2 separate regions of the Mus musculus genome follow, and region 1 is linked to region 2. The links are chromatin contacts, called in public promoter capture Hi-C maps. All regions are on one chromosome and are shown on one strand. Each heading gives the region's core, a stretch centred on a gene start, on an enhancer-like site or on the middle of the called end of the contact. The rest is flanking DNA. Distances are from core to core; before and after follow the strand shown.

Region 1 (4,072 bases), core at 388-2,887, 3.4 Mb after region 2:
GGTAAGAAGCAGCACCCAGGCACGGTTACTGGGGCCATGGCTGCGTATTCCAAGGGATGGCTAGCATTTTCGAAACAAGGAGCGCACTCAGGGAGACCAGACCTGAAAGTTAGTCTCAGGCCTGGTTTTCTCCCGACTGTGCGCTTTGCTAAAAGCAAGTCTGACTCCCGATTCCCCAAGTGCAAAGGCTGCAGCGTTGACTGGGTAGGGCCCTGAAGGCGTCGTTAAAATTAAGCCACCTAAGTGGACCGCGCCGCACTGGACCTAGACCACCAGTTCCGACGCGAAGGGAGAGGCCGACATGCAGAGAGCTCGCCGCCTGAGCTCTCTGGCTGAGCCATCGAGCTCCCCGCGCACATTCGGGCTAGCAAGAAGGCGCCGAGGTATCCCGGCTCAGGGACGCCCCGGGCCCAGCTCCCTTCCTCTAAGGGACGCTCCACCACCCCAGACTCTCAGTTCTTGTCGCCTTCTCGCTGGGCCCCGGCCCGTGGCTCCCGCGCTCCTCGCAAGCGCAGCATCTCTCGGAGCCCGCCAATGTGTGTCTGTAGCCCCGTTAGTGGCAACGTCCTCCGTCCTCGAAAAAGAAAGGAGGCCGGGTAGCGCCATCAGACACCTTACCGGGCATGCCACCAAGTCGCCAGGGCTTTGGGACTCCTAGAGCACTTGAGGTTGGAGCCTAATTAGAGTACCCTTGGAACCCGCGCTCTCAAGATCAACCGGTCCCCACCTAGAGAAATGTGGAAGGGTGGGGGATAGGGGACAGGAGCCCCAGGTTCTAGAAACAGGGTCCAAGGCCTCCTCCCGCCCGGACCATACAGCGTACCCCGGGCGCCGGCCGAGGGCACCGCGGAAGAGAGAAGGCTCGTGGACACCACTTACTTGGAGTTCGAGGAATTCCAGTAGATAGGCTCTAAAACTATCGATCTGGAGATCGCAGTTCTGCACAAAACCATCAAAAGTCCCCAACAGTACTTCCACACAGAGTCCCTCCTGGACCGGGCCATGGCCATGCCCAAGCCGCTCCCAGTTCTGCGCACTCCGGGACGCGTTGGGACCGGCCGCGGGCAGCGACCCCCAATCCTCCGGGGCGGACACGCCGCGCCGCTCCCGCGGTCGCCGAGGCCAGGTGCGCTCACCCTGCGCGTCCCTCAGCGCGCGGGGTGGGGTCGAACGCGCGGGGCGCGGCGGCTCGGCGGACTCGGGGCTCCGGGGCGCTGCGCCGGACGCAGCTGGGACAGTCGGCTCCCGTGCGGCTCCAGGGTGCCGGGCCAGCCGCGGAGGGCGGGCGCGGCGAGGGCACTGGGCCGGGACAAAGGCCCGCAGCGGAGAGACGAGTCGGTGTGAGGCGGCGGGTGCTGCTCCCCGAGAGGGGCCGCCTGACTATAGATCCAGGACAGCGGGCAGTGGCCCGGGCAAGCGAGCGCCGCGTCGGCGCGGTTCCATGTCCTGGAGCGCAGAGATAAAGGGCGCCTCCTGAATCCTCGCAACTCGCGGCCACTAAGCAGTCAGGAGAGCACTGGAACCCCCGCAGGCGTCTGACGCGCGCGGGCCTTTGTGTGCGGGGAGGGCGCCAGGACCCGCTCTGCGCGCAGCTCCGCGATCCGACCGGTGCCTCTGTCCCCGCCGCGGAGAGTCAGCGCGCCGGGCGCGCTGTCAGAGCACTATAAACGCGGGGCCCCGCCCAGTCAAACGCAGCCCATTGGCTCGCCGCGCCGCGAGCGCGCGCTGATTGGGCAGCATTCCCGTCAGTCTGCCGCCCCCTACCCGACACTGGGCACCCAGAGGTAGGGCGCCCCTGACAGGTGAGCCCCGCCCCCAGGACGAGCCCCGCTGGGCGCCGGGCACAGGGTTGGTCGCCTCTTAGCCACTCGCACCAGCAGGGTCACCTCGCCCGGCAAGTGCCTGTGCTGGCGAGTGCCCTCGCTAGGATAGGGCGAGACGTGGTGGACGCAGCGTTCCGCCTTGTGGCGCTCGCTCCCTGCCGCCCCTCGCGCGTATGGCGCCCTGGTACTTGGCGGATCCCTCTGAGCCATTAACTGAGGGCCTTCTAACTTGATTCTGGCACCAAGTGTTCCGGCCCGGTCCGACGCAACTCAAATCAGACTCTCACGAGGCTGAGAGCCTTAGCAGCCCACCGGCAGTGCGAGCCAGTCTGCCGCCCTTCCCGACCCCGAGACCCAACTCCGTGCGCCCGCTCCCTTTCCGGTCCTCTCCCCGCAAGAACAGCGCCTCCAAAGCTCCACTACCAACGTCTGGGAGGACTTTTCTTCACTAGCTCCCGGGACACCCCGCGACCCCACAGTGGCCAGGAAGTTAGGTGTGACCCGGACAACTATCAGTCAGAGAAGTGGCAGTTGTGATACTCGGTTGCTTGCCCAAGACCGATTTTGAAAAACTGAACCACGGCTGTGACTTCTACGGATCCACAGCGCCCACTAGCGCCCACTTTTGCCTCTCCGTACTTCAGAACAAGCCTACCGGTTACAGGATCAAATCTTAAGGATCCAGATATTCCCAAGTCGAAAACCACTTGCTTAAGATGCCCGTTATCAGAGAGAACAAAGTAGGTGGAAGGCACAGTCCCATGTACAGCCCATGGCCCAGCAAAAATTAACCACGTCTCTTCTTACAATGCTGTCCATCAATACCAGAACTTCTTCAAATGGAACTAAGCAGTTTCCACACCGATATCTTTAAAAACAAGCCCCATGATTTAGTTACTAACTACTCCCAACACCCCCCCCGCCCCCTTCATCCTTCTTTAAAACAAATTTCGAGCTTTAAAAAGTGTTGACTTTCAAAAACCTTAATGTAAGTTAGTGTATACTGCAACTACGAATTGGTTTGGAAAAACTCGTTTAAGACCAAAACACAATGTATTGAACACACCAAAATACAGCTTTAAGAAACCCTTTTCTGTAATTACTATTTTTAACTATGCCTGCAATATGATTGTGGGTGGGGAGATGGGATTCACGCTAGGTTAAACAAGGGTTACACACACACACACACACACACACACACACACACACACACACACACACACACACACAGAGTAATGTTTAACTTCCTGACTGAAAAAACTGACAGGAGCTGCTATTTGACCTTTACTGGAGAAGAGGAAAAAAGGGCACTTGTTTTAACCCAGCTTCTAAAAATACCATTTTCAGTAAGCCAGATACCCTAACACTCAAGGCATTTTACTTTGGGGACAACGTAAATATACTTTAAAAAAAATCAAAAATAATCCTGTGTGACTTCTAAAGGGGACATGGAGTCAGTAACTGCACACATATCATTTTGGTCCTCAACTGTTTATCCAGTCATTTAGGAAATTAAAACATAACCTCAAGCCATTTATATTTAACATTACATTTGTCATTATCCCAGGCAAATACAAAAGAGAACCATAGAAGAAATCCTAAAGCACGGCCACAGCAAGCATGCTGCAGTGTCTCTGAGAAGAGCTTCGTTTCACAACTAAATCCTTGGATGCTTTGAAAACAGGACACAACTCTATGCCAAATGACAACAAAATCTGAGGAAGTCGCTGGTTCCTAAAGCTAAGGATGCTTCTCAGTCAATAGACTTGGGAATTTTAAAAGTACAATGTATTACAAAATATAAATGATTTCTTACAGAGTGGCAGCAAAGCTGAAATTTCACAAAGAACAATCTATTAGCCAGCAAAAATGTACGACACACCAGGCTTCTAAGCCAATGCTAACCAGTTTGGTCCTCAGACTGTTCTGCAACTTGACCACACTAACAGCTCCAAATCGTTCATTTGCAGGGAAAGCGCGATCACATTCTTTAGGAACGGGTTGCAGTCAACTGGCTCTCGTTCAACCTTTTCCTTTATGTATTAATGGAAAAACAGTATGCTTCAAATGCAGTAATGGTACTATATTTGTTTACTGTCACCAGCATAGGTAGTAGAAAATGAAGCCTTTTTCCTAATGTGAACTGAGAGGTCTAGAGGCCCACCCAACAACCTGTGTGAGGTATTGTGGTGGGCAAATCCAAGTAGGTAACTGGCCTTCCTCTAAACAAAGTCTCTGCTCTAGGAACT
Region 2 (4,118 bases), core at 797-3,296:
TAGAATTGCTTGCTAGTTGTCCACAGCAGTTGTAACCTGCCCAGGAGGCTGACAATTTACAAAGAGCCCTTCTAGTCTTGAATATTTTCTCCTATTTTCCTCCACATGTCTACAGAAAGAAAAGGGAAAGGAGGTGGCTGTAGTTAACTTCTGTTTCCTGTCAGTGCACACCTCTCTTGCTCCTTTTTGGGGAATTCATATGAAAATCCCTGTCCTCTTTTCAAAAATGATACCTACAGCAAAACATCTACATTATTATACCAGAGAGAGACAAACATAGAGATATACACATGTGGGCATGCTTGTGCTCTTGTATGCGAGTATGAGTGCACACACACACACACACACACAGACACAGAAAGGCCCATACACACATAGAGAGAGATAGACACATTCACACAAGAGACAGACAGAAAGATACATGCACAGAGACAGAAAGACACACAGAGACAGACACAAGACACCCAGAGACAGTCAGACACACACACAGACACACACACACACACACACACACACACACACACACATACACAGAGTGGGGCATCCATACAAAGAATAGGTGATAACTGTAGTTAGTGCAGACTGCAAAGGGCAATGACGATTCCTCACAGTGCCTATGAAGTTCATCTGGGTAACCTTTTGCCATTCTTGCTGATGGTGCACAGTGTTCTGTCTGTCCTTGGCCTGAAAGTACTCAGATAGTCATGCTGTCAGCAAAGCATTAGAGCATATTTGGTTTCATAGATCCACTGAAGATATGGGCAGAATTTTGTTTTCTTAAAAAAAAAAAAAAAGGCATTCTTCTTTGCCCTTTTATGTTCTAGGCCTGGTTTTCAGGATTTGACTATGCCAAAAAGTCAAAATCATTTATATTTGGATAGCAATTGTATTTCAAAGATTTCTTTGTGTTTATGTCTATGCATGTGTGCCTCTCTGTGTGTGTTTGCCAAATGCTATCAGGGCATCCTTTAATGCTGTGACAAGGTGTCTGATACACCGAAGGTATGATTACATGTGGTTGTGAGCTGTTGAACTTGGATACTGGGAAACAAAACCTTTGACCTCTGGAAGGCCAGAAAGCACTCAATTAATGTGACATCTCTCCAGCTTTTGTTTATGTTTGTCCTTGAGATAGAATCCCTTTTAGCTCAGTCTGGCCTGGAACTCCTTGTGACCTTGAACATGATCTTGGCTCATTTCTTAATTCTAGGATTATAGGGGTATATTAGTTCATGTGGTGGTGGTGATGCAACACAGGGCCGTGTGAATGCTGGGCTTGCATACTATTAACTAAGCTATATCCCCAAGCTATGGATAATAAATATTATTTAGAACATAAAGTGTTAGTATTCAGAATTGGATATAATTACAATACATTAGGCAAATTCCATTGTTAGGGAGAGTGTATCCCTAAAATCTGAGATTTTGTTATTTGGAAACCATCCTAAGAATTGGAGTTCAGTGTGGAAGTGGGTAGAAACTGCAAGATTCCCCTTTAAAATAATCTTTTTTAAGTTTTGCTGCTGGGCACTCTTTATAACAAACATAGTGATAGTGTTTCATCAATATCTAATGATAATGGTCCCCTTTCTATAAAGCTCAGTTATATATATAGGGTATAGCTTGACTCCCTGCTTATTTTGCTATTCCTGTGCACATTCTAATTTAGTCCACATTACCTGTTTTGGGAACGAGGAAACTATTCTCGAGGGGTAATTACCAGTATAATCGCAGCACCATCTGCTTGCCTTATGTTCTGTAGATGGCTCAACGGATGTAGTTTCAGGAGAGACCTGGGGAAGGAACCCTTCAGGACAGAAGAAATGAAGATAACCAAAATGAAAGTAATAATTAGAGGAGTTTAAAGAGGAAAAGCATATGGTATAGAACATATAGCTTAGAAAGGATCATCTTAGACTCCTGACCCACTTGAGGTTTCCCTGGAAGTAAGAACAGAGGGAAATCCTAGGCCAGCACAGAGAATGGCCAATTAACCTAGGGGGAATCCCCAGAGGGACATAGCAGAGAGGAATAGCAGATGGTATTCATTTGTGATTTAGTGGGAAGAAGTAGCCGCAGGCTAGATGGAGCCAGCAGAACCTGGATTTTCATGCACTAAGGCAAAGCTTTAAAAGGGAAGCCTGAGCCTGGAAGGATTTTCATGCAGTCATCATTCATTTAAAAGATGTACTTAGCACTAGCTAGGAAGGATGTACTTCACTGGCCTATTGGAGTTGATACAGTGATGTTCAAAGTCACAGTTCCTAACCTTGGAGACTATATAATGCATAAGAAAACAGGGGAAATTAAATGTGTGCATGTGTAGGTACGCAACATGCCTGGCATACAAGTATTGTGTGAAGAAGATGATATGCTAGGATGTTTCCCAGAGGCAAGAGATAATTCATGCCAGGACATTGTGGGAATGATTGGGGAATTTAAACAGAAACCTAAATAAATAGAGAGGACTTTTCGAGGCATTGAGACATTGCCTAATATGGAGGTGAGAATCAACACCAGGACTCAGGGGCCATTAATAGAATGGTTCAGAGTTTTAATATTTCTCAGATGACACAATAATCACATAAATATTTCTTAAGCTTTAAAAGCTTCTGAAATTTGACTCTGCTTTCTTAGGCAATGAAGCTGTAGTTAAAGAGATGTTGTTCTTGATGTAGCATATGTTAATCAATTCCTGCAGCTGTCACCCCCAAAATAGCATTTTAGCAAGAATCTTTTTTTTTTTTTCTGAAAAAAATTCTTTTTCTTAAACTATAGAAAACAAAAGGGGAATGGCTTGACCTGTAAAAGCAATTGATGATGTCAGCACCTCTTCCAGTTAAAGGCAGATGAGATCTGGGTCAAAGCAAGTGGAGTTTCTGTTATTCTACGTACATGCCTTATTCTATTAGTGGTATTGTTTAAGTCTTTTTAAGACATCTATATTCACCTCTTTAATGTCACAATATAAATCATAACTTGTTATAATTAAAACTAGCAAAAAAAAAAAAAAAAACCATGATATTACAATGCAAGCTAACTTTCTTTCCACAAATCCAGGGCATCTATGATTTTTTTTTAAAGGTGAAAGAAACATTGCAATTGCTAGCTTTAGTTCTGTATTAACTGAATGACCGTTTACCTTTTGTGTTTTCCCTCTCCTCTTAATTTTTAAAGCACACAAAAGTGAGCGGCCTTCTCCTCTTGTCACAAGCACATGCAGGCCCTCTTTCTGTATAATTGCCCCCTTGACATTCCTCAAGTCTGTTAGCAATAGGAGCTGATAGAATCAATTGAGGTGTGAATTATGTTTAATTAAAACCCATCACTTTAAATTGAGTGAAGGAGCATTTTCTGTTCATTTCACCTCAGCTATTCCAAGCATCTCAGGATTATATGACAGGGGACAGGTTGTATCCTGGGGCATGGGTGGATCAACACAGCTGTCTGTTGCTTGAGACAAGAAATGCTCACCAGTGCTCACTCCTCCTTAGCACTATGGTTGGTACACACCAGGGTCAGTATCATAGAACATCCTGAACTCTTATTCATAGTGCTAATGTCCCATGGGACTTTGAAACATCCCATGATTGCTCATTCATAGCTTACTCTTCTCTAGGGCTCCTTTCTCTCTAAACAATCAGCTTTCCCACAAAAGTGAAACTAAAGTTGTCACCCTCAACACACTGGCAAACAGGAAAATTTTTAATGAACTCTGCCAATTGTCTTTTTCAATTTTAACTTCCACCTTGAAATTTTCAACAAACTGTGGTCCTCTTAATTTATACATCCCTGTGACATTTCAAATTGCATCTGCAATTTTGTTGAAGAATAAGGCATGAGTTCCATGTGGAGAGGGGCTAACTGATGATTTGTTTTTTCTCAGAAGAAGATGGTGAGAGGCTGGTGAAGATGTGAATAGAGGAAATCTACCAACCAAGAGTTTCTGAAATCAATGCAAGGCAGTTAAGAAGGGCATGGACCATATATAAAACAGGAATCATGATCTGTAAAGATAAGCTGTTGAGAAGTAGCTAAGAAAAGGAAATAATTTAAAAAATGATTAGGGAAAGATCATGTTAATGTATTGATAAAACAATGTCTGAGCCATAATGAAT

The links. Promoter capture Hi-C pulls out the DNA fragments that hold promoters and counts their contacts.
Region 1: a promoter capture Hi-C map of second pharyngeal arch cranial neural crest shows a contact between it and region 2. The contact joins the promoter of Efnb2 here to the enhancer-like site in region 2. A contact is called at or near these places in 5 of 39 promoter capture datasets (cranial neural crest, frontonasal cranial neural crest, hippocampal neurons and 2 more), 10 of 484 Hi-C or Micro-C datasets (cerebellum, cerebral cortex, cortical neurons and 5 more) and 5 of 115 datasets of contacts at active chromatin or transcription factors (embryonic basal ganglia, embryonic forebrain, embryonic hindbrain and 2 more).

What each region holds. Positions count from the first base shown.
Region 1 is chr8:8,659,605-8,663,676 of GRCm38.p6, forward strand. It overlaps Efnb2 (ephrin B2), which reads right to left and starts at 1,638. Exons shown (of 5, transcript NM_010111.6): 1 at 880-1,638. The coding sequence starts at 1,010.
Region 2 is chr8:5,284,040-5,288,157 of GRCm38.p6, forward strand. No RefSeq gene overlaps it. Among named protein-coding and RNA genes, the nearest start is that of Slc10a2, 180 kb to the left of the region's middle. Within about 2 kb of position 2,047, at least 18 of the 459 cell types and tissues checked have an H3K27ac peak or open chromatin away from gene starts, as enhancers often do. A contact at or near this core is called in cerebellum, embryonic limb bud and second pharyngeal arch cranial neural crest, where this site is marked.